Regions from separate parts of the Mus musculus genome. Here region 1 is linked to region 2. The links are chromatin contacts, called in public Micro-C maps. All regions are on one chromosome and are shown on one strand. The core of a region is the stretch at or near the end of the contact, and the rest is flanking DNA. Distances in the headings are between cores, read along the strand shown. Region 1 holds the start of Vamp3 (vesicle-associated membrane protein 3). Region 2 has its middle 26 kb from the start of Slc45a1.

Region 1 (4,119 bases), core at 1,541-4,040, 380 kb after region 2:
CTATAACTCTAGTTCCAAGGGTTTTGATGTCTTCTGGACTCTGCAGAAACTGCATACACACACAGCACACACACATAGTACATACACACACACACACATATACACACAGTACACGTACATGTAGGCAAAACCCTCATACTTGTAAATCTTAATAAAAAAATATGGAAGTAGTGGTCTGAGCTTCTCGCAGGATCTGCACTGTGGTTCTACATGAGCACACCAAAACAAAAGATGCCTTAAGACTCCACTAGCTCAAGAATTCTAGGGAGAGCTGGGGCTACAGCAGTTCCACCTGCTATGGGTCCTTCAACAAATATCAGAGAAAGCAAAGACCTGCCTCTATTAGGGAACTAGTAAACCTGGCTATAAGACACACAACAATTTGGAAACAAAACAAAACCCAAATCAGAAAGACTTGTTCCTGGCTTGAATAATCCAATTACCCTATCTTACAAGTGGCTCTGGGGACAAGCTTTCAGATATGTTTTAGGTTTGTAATTGGTAGTAGAAAAATTAGTATGAAACCAGGAAGAGTCTCCTTTGTGCTTAGAAGATGGCTTCTAGAACATTCAGGCAAAGCATCATATACATAAAATAAAAATAAACCTAAACAAAAAGAATATGGAAATACTTGTCTGAGTTTCTCGCAGAATCTGTACTATTGCCCTTTAAATACACGTTTAAAAAGATGACTTCTGATATAGTCAAAATTTATGCCCACACACTGCTGATGCCTTTTTTCTCTAATGTTTTAAAAAAATAATTACATGCTTGTGTCTGTGTGTACAGGTGCATGCATGTGCCCTTGGAGGCAGTTACAAGCAGTTTCGTGATACAAATGAGAGTGCTTGGAACCCAGGTGGATCCTCTGCTAGAACAAGTAAGTGTTCTTTTAACTCCCGAGACATCTTTCTAGCTCCAACGACTCTTTTTCTAAATAAAATTCTAGAGAATTCCCATGTTTGTTTAAAAGTCACATTTAAAATTTTAGAGTGGTACCTCATCTACTTGATTTTGTGTCTGCTGGAGTCTTCGATTACTGCCAGTGGCAGCACTTGACCCCGAAGGCACACCTGTAGACCTGAAAGGTATAAAGTCACAAGTATGAGTACACTGTAATTCCCAGTGCACTTGATAAGCTAATATATAATCCCAATGCTCCAACCATGACATGGGAGGTGGACACATGAGAGTCTTGGAAGCCTGAGGGCCAGCTCACCTGATACATGCAGCACTGAACAAGAGATAGTGTCTCCAATAAGGTGGAAAGCCAGGACTGACATGTGAGGTTGTTCTCTGCTCTCAAGTGTCCTTTGCTCTCAAGTATACCATGGCCTGTTTGTGTGTATAAACTGTTATGGTGGGACGCAGTCTTAACTCCTTACACTGCAGTTATTTCTTAAAAGTCCCAAGGTAAAAAATAAAGGCACTAATATGTTTTTATAACCCCTCAATAATTCTTAAGACTGTATCACTTGATAGTGATAAAAGTCTGAAACAAATATTTAACAAGATCTGTTCTATGTCAATAAAGTGTGGGTTTTTTTTTTTTTTAAACTTGCTTTAAGACACACAGATGTTTAAAGTAGACTCCTGATCTTTTTGTTGTGGCTGATAATTAGGAACAATCACAGAACAGACAATATGAAGAAATAGGTTCAAAGTGCATGGAGGGGGTCTGTATGAACGGGAAGGAGGCTGAAGCAACTGTCTCTGTTGGAAAGTCATTCATCTCTCATAGGTTCAGTGAGTCTGGATTTTCACTCATCCCCACTTTTCACAAGTACTCTGGTTTTTAAGTCCTTATTGCCTCCATTAAACTCTTGTATCTAAAACAGCTTCCAATTTTTGCCTTCCTACACAACTGTCACTCTAGGGTTGACTCACAGCACTTTTTAAAGTTTGCACTGTGTCTACCACCAAGGACACATCACTGATGGCTGTCTCACATAACTCAGGGTCCGAAAATTAAACAGGTAAGGACCGTGCTCTGGAAGCACTATCCATGTTATTTATTTTTTCTCTCTTTAAAGTCTAATATCACTAAAGAGGATACTACGATCCTTCCCATCTTATTAAAACTTAGGCTGAACATGCGGCTGGCTGAACTGAACCAATTTAATCCTCTTGAGTGTGGACCGGACACTGCCATTTGCTCAGCAGTCTGACCAGGTACATCTTAAGTGGTGACAACAATTCTGGCTGAAGGTTGCAATTAGAAACCAATTTTAAAACCAGAGTGTGCTGGCTTAAAACGGAAGAGAAACCCATTGCCCAGATGCGTCGGGAGCGCCAAACGCTGGCCTACGACGGGCTCCCGGCCACCTCAGGTCTCCCGCTCCTGCCGGGCGCACCCCGCGCACAGAGTGAGCGTTCACGCTCGCTCCCGCCCCTCGCGAGGAAGGAGCCGCGGGGTGTGGCGGCCGCTTCCTCGGTCAGGCGGTGTCCCCACCCCCGTCCTTCCGCGTCTGCCCGCCGTCCGCGGGGCACTCGGGGACGTCGCGGCGCCACGACTCGTCCCGCAGCGTCCGGGGACAGGGTGCACCGCGGGGCCGCTGCCCACCTCAGGCCCCGGGACTCCGCGCGTAGGCCTGCGAGGCCTCCACTCGAGTCCGAGTGTCAAGCAGCGGCCACCGCGCCTGAAGCGGGTCGCAGGAGTGGGCCACCATCCCCGGAGCCCGCCTCGCCTCTCAGCGCAGCGCGTCACTCACATTTTGGCGGCGGTGGCGGCGGCGAATGGCCGAGGGTCGACGGACTCGCGCTGCAGGCAACCGAGGCTGAGGAGATGGGCGGGGCCGTGGTGACGTCACGAGCGGTGGCCGGACCGGAACCCGCGACGCGCTCTTAGTCGCCAGGGGCGCGCCGGAAATGGGCGGGATAGGAATCGAGCCGGGCGCAGCGCGGGCTGTCACCTCGGAGCAGAGCGGAGTGGGAGGGGCCAGAGCTTGCGCTGAAGTAGCGCCGGCGCTGACGAGTGGGCGGGCGTTCTCGGTGGACAAGTGGGCGGGGCTAGAGCGCGGCGCCTGCGCCTTTGGGCTGGGCTCTTCGCCGCCAAGGAATCACAGCAGCTCCCTGCAGTGTCTCTGCTGCCCTGTCTCTAGCCCTGGAAAGGCAGTTTAGAGTGAGAATGGGTACGTTTTACATTACTGTGAGCCCGCATACCTTGTCTCTCATGTTAGAAACAGCGGACGTGCCTAACGTTCCAGAATAATCTAGTGGTCCTGAGGAGACAAAGTTCTTTTCTGAGAAAGAGGCAGTAGGAAGTCCATGTGGAGTCTTGGCCACAGGATTTGGGAGAAGTCTCCTCTCAGGTTCTCACATGACAAATATTTGCCATTGCACGGATATTAAATCCCTAAAGGGAGCCTTGGCTTAGAGAACTGTAAGGTTCTTCATTTCTGTAATTCCCTGGCCCTTGCGGAGACGACACTCAATTTTTGTTCAACGGGGGTGAGTAGTTATGTGGAAAAGAATCCCAACAAGGTCTAAAACAGACTAAATAAACTCCGTTGGTGGATTCACTCAATGAAATACACTAAGGTATTTTTCCACTTCAGCATGGTAACTCCCAAAGGTGTGTGTTGCAATTAAAGAGCGCCACACCAGTGGGTACTAGGTTGAGTAGTAGTTATAAAAACCATTCTGGATAGGAGGAAATGGAGAGTGTGGGGCCGGGCTTAAACAGTGAACAGAAAATGCAGTGGGCTCCTGGTGGGAGGTTCAGAGTGTGAAACTGGCACTAGTTCTGAGGTAGATCAGAAGTGAAGTCCTACCAGAGAGATAACAGAACTCTACAGCCAAGAGGACTGGAACAGTGACGAAGAATACCTAGCAGGGAGGCCTTGTGAGGTAAGCTGGAAAGGGTCTTAAAAAAAAAAAAAACACACACAAAAACCACACACACACAACCCAGCCAACTACCTAGTAGAGCTAAAGAGTGTACTTAGTTGGCAGAGTGCTTGTCTAATATGCAGCCCTGGGTTTGATCCCCAGAACCACGTAGACCCAGGCTGTTAGCACACCCATAATCGCAACGAAAGCTTTTAGGTAAAAGGTTAAGAGGTTCAATGTCACCCTTAAGCTTAAGCGTTGGGAATTCATGGGTACTCTGAGCTACAT
Region 2 (4,090 bases), core at 321-2,820:
CTGTCTGTCTTTGCTGGTGTGTGTGTGTGTTTATGTGTGTAACAGTGCACACATGCATGAGGAGGGCAGAAGACATCAGCATCCTTCCTCAGAGGCTGTCTGCCTAGGTTTCTGAGACAGGGTTTTAGTAACCTGGGACTCACCAACTAGACTAACTCAGGTCCTGATTATATATAGAAGAGATTTACAAGCTAAGCGACCTTAGTGCTTGATTCTTTGTTGTTTTTGATAGGGATTCACTGTGTAGCCCTGGTTGGTCTGGAACTTGCTATAAAGACCAGACTGGCCCTGAGCATAGAGATCCGCCTGCCTCTGCCTCCTGAGTGCTAGCATTAAAGGTGTGCACCACCACACCTGGGTCAATGTCTAATTCTTAGTCTGTGGCTATAATAAACTGTCTCCCTCTGGGAAGGTTCAAGTTTCTAATGAATGGTTGAACACTTTTACATGTTGTGTGTTCTTATTGCAAACAGCAATGTTGTTGAAGGAGAGCAGGGACCCAGCTTCAGGCTCCCCTCAGAAAACCTTGAGACCAACATTACACCACTACCAGCTACTCCCTTGCCTCAGAGACACACCAGAGCCAGAAAGTGTCTCCTGTCATCATCTACCTGGGCCAAAGGACAACTGTAGGCTCAGATGTTGGCTTAACAGCAGGGGGTCTTGGGAAGGGGGAATTACAAGGTGTTAATTTTCAAGATAATGATATATATTTAAAAATTAGGGTAGAACTCAACAAGTTGGTTGCAGTTTCTGCTTCAGTCTTTTTATAAGGATTGTGCTGGTAGGGTGTATGGCAGGGTGTACGGTAGGATGTATGGTGGGGTGCACAGTAGAGTGTATGGTGGGGTGCACAGTAGGATATATGGTGGGGTGCACAGTAGGGTGTATGGTGGGGTGCACAGTAGGGTGTATGGTAGGGTGCACAGTAGGGTGTTTGGTGGGGTGTATGGTAAGGTGCACAGTAGGTACACAGTAGGGTGCATGGAAGGACAAAGGCTGAGAGACTCTGGCTTCTGAAGCAGTGGTCCCTGGGGGAAACAGGACCATTTAATCCATGTAAATGCTAAGCCATGGCCTGTGCGGTAATATTTCTTGAAAGAGTGGCAAGCCACCTACTTTGTAAGCACAAAGCGGACAAGCCCTCTCTCAGCAGGCACACCCCGCTACCCCTGGCTGGGCAGCGCACCATAATTCTTCTCCTTTGAGGCTTCTTTTAAATGTTGGGGGAATAAAGGTTTAGGAAGGTTGGAAAGGAAGCCAAACGGCTTTTATCCGATTAGCCCAGGCAATGGCACAAGAGCATTCCCCCCCACCCCGAGAAGAAAAGCCACTGGCAGGAGAAGCCTGCATAGCAACGGGATCTCACACTGTTCCAGGATGTCCCTGAAACTCGGGGAGGGAAAGCTGGCGGAAATGAAGGTGGGGGAGGGGGTGGGGGAGGAAGGTGGGGGAGGGGGGAGGGTGCATGAGCTTTAGATCAGTTGAACGGGGGGCTGGGGGTGGACTCTGTCTGGAGTGCTGCCTATTTAACATAACAAAGTGGACCTGGCCTCCAGGTTCTCCCAGCATCCCTCAGTCCCTACCTGCTATGGCGTAAGTCTGGCATCCCCCCCCCCCACTCCCTTCCACCAGCCTGGGGCTGGGCTGCCCTTCCCCCAGAGGCTGTTCCCTATATAATTCAGACGCTTTGGTCACCTACCCTCTCTGCCTCTTTTGCACCTTTGGCTCCTGGCTCTATACTTGGCTCCCCTCTCTCCCTGCCCCTCCCCCTCTCCTCCCATGCTTCAGGGTCAAGACCACTCTGGACTCTCCCAGATGTGTCTGCCTCTGGTTATGCTCTCCCACGGTCTATAATAAACTTTCCCTCCACCATACCAAGGAGTAGTCACCTCTACCTTCTCTCTCTCTCTCTCTCTCTCTCTCTCTTTCGTTCTTCTCATTAAGGTTTGATGGCCAGTCGGTTCTTGCTTTCCACCTGTGGGTTCCCAGGGACTTGGCTCAAGTTGTGGGGCTTGGGAGCCTTTACCTGCTGATCCTCCTCAGTGGGCCCGTGTTGAGTTTTGTTTCTTTGTTCACTTGTTTGTTTATTTGGAGCCAGTGTCTCTGGCTCGCCTGGAACTCATTGTGCAGGCCAGGGTGGCCTCAAACTTGGGGCAATCCTCCTGCCTCTAGCACCTAAGTGTGCACACCACTTCTCCAGAAACAATGTGTGTGGTGAAGCCGCTGCAGGGGTCAGAGGACGGCTTTGTGGAGTCAACTCTATCCATTTTCATGGCGGTTCCGGGGATTGAACTCTCGCTCGAAGGCCGTCAACCTTTCATGGCAAGAGCCTTTACCTGCCAAGCCACCTTGCCAGCCCCAGATTATATAATTATGAGCTAAGAAACAGGGACTTCTGAGCCGCAGGCAAGATCAAAAGCCTTTACTTATGACACGAGCGAGCAGCATGGGCTTTCATAGCACGCATGCTCAGAAAACGCTAGCGGTAGCATGCTCGGAGAGCGCATGCTCAGGAAACGCTAGTGGTAGCATGCTCGGAGAGCGCATGCTCAGGAAACGCTAGCGGCAGCATGCTCGGAGAGCGCATGCTCAGGAAACGCTAGCGGTAGCATGCTCGGAGAGCGCAGGCCTGAGTTCTGGGACGTCATAGTGGTACCAGCCTTACACAGACTAAAGTGAATGGCTGCAGGCTTCAGGTTGTTCAAAGACCTCAAAGGTCCTAGAAATCAGTTTAGGCAACTGTTACTGTTGGTGGCAGGAGGGAGCGAAGCTGAGGGTTTCCTCAGGGTCTGTCTTGGTGACAGGAAACTAGATGACATAGAAGATGAATCCTGTTTCCATCCAGAGCTTCACGCTCTGCTATGTTTCCAGAGCCCCCATGTCACATGATCCAAGAAAAAAGATGGTGGGCTGGCTGGTCTTGTGTCAACTTGACACACAAACTAGAGTCGTCTGAAAGGAGGGCACCTCCATTGAGAAAATGCCTCCATAAGATCCTGCTGTGAGACATTTTTTTTTAGTTAGTGATTGATGTGGGAGGGTCCAGTCCATTGTGGGTAGTTCAGGGTTCTGTAAGAAAGCAGGCTGAGCAAGCCTTGGGGAGCAAGCCAGTTAGCAGCACCTTCCGTGGCCTCTGCATCTGCTCCTGCCTCCAGGTTCCTGTCCTGCTTGAGTTCCTGCCAGAACTTCCTTCAATGATGAACAGCAGTGTGGACGTGTAAGCCAAATAAACCCTTTCCTCCTCAACTGGCTTTTGGTCATGGTGTCTTGTTGCAGCAATAGAAACCCTAATAAAGAGTGGGTGGTGGCGCCCACTTTTTTTTAAAAAAAGATTTATTTATTTATTATATGTAAGTACACTGTAGCTGTCTTCAGACACACCAGAAGAGGGCGTCAGATCTCGTTACGGATGGTTGTGAGCCACCATGTGGTTGCTGGGACTTGAACACTGGACCTTTGGAAGAGCAGTCGGGTACTCTTACCCACTGAGCCATTACACCAGCCTGGTGGCGCCCACTTTTAACCCCAGCACTTGAGAGGCAAAAGTAGATGGATCTCTGTAAATTCAAGGTCAGCCTCGTCTACAGAGTGAGTCCAGGACAGCTAGGGCTACACAGAGAAACCCTGTCTCATATAAAACAAAATAAAAAACAAAACAACAAACGCCCCAAACCCTTGTGGGCCTGAGTACCAGAGGCTTTCCACAGAGATCTCTGGCCCGGCCGGGTGCAAGGGTTCAGGCAAAGAGGAGAGAGTCTGTCGATGAGAGGCTGACTAGCCAACGAGGAGTGTGGGGAAATTTCAGGTGGCGCTTTGGGAGAGCAGACCTCTTCCCAAGCAGGCAGTGTTGCAGCTCTTATGACAGAAGCTCTCAGATGACCGAGTAGTCTCCACACACACCTTTATTCCTTCTGGACAAGATTCTTATATACAGCTTCGGAGTGAGTCAGTGTCTGACAGCAGGTACTGCTCATTGACTCGGTCTGAGGACTTGGAGATACCTTATCTGCATGTGGGAGGGCTAGGTGCTGCCCCTACCCCTACGTGACTGATGGCCACAGAACTCTCTGTGGGAGGTGGGGGTGGG

What was found. Hi-C and Micro-C count contacts between places; a contact is called where the count stands out from the background.
Region 1: a Micro-C map of embryonic stem cells shows a contact between it and region 2, with 5 times the contacts expected there. The contact joins the promoter of Vamp3 here to the enhancer-like site in region 2. A contact is called at or near these places in 3 of 39 promoter capture datasets (the 3T3-L1 cell line, maxillary cranial neural crest and second pharyngeal arch cranial neural crest), 1 of 484 Hi-C or Micro-C datasets (embryonic stem cells) and 2 of 115 datasets of contacts at active chromatin or transcription factors (embryonic forebrain and embryonic stem cells).

The regions. Positions count from the first base shown.
Region 1 is chr4:151,055,163-151,059,281 of GRCm38.p6, forward strand. Vamp3 (vesicle-associated membrane protein 3) reads right to left here and starts at 2,791. Exons shown (of 5, transcript NM_009498.4): 1 at 2,712-2,791; 2 at 1,000-1,081. The coding sequence starts at 2,713. It overlaps Gm38529, which reads left to right. Exons shown (of 2, transcript XM_017320565.2): 2 at 790-3,894. The coding sequence starts at 2,279. The coding sequence ends at 2,848.
Region 2 is chr4:150,676,436-150,680,525 of GRCm38.p6, forward strand. No RefSeq gene overlaps it. Among named protein-coding and RNA genes, the nearest start is that of Slc45a1, 26 kb to the left of the region's middle. Within about 2 kb of position 1,571, at least 33 of the 459 cell types and tissues checked have an H3K27ac peak or open chromatin away from gene starts, as enhancers often do. A contact at or near this core is called in embryonic stem cells, where this site is marked.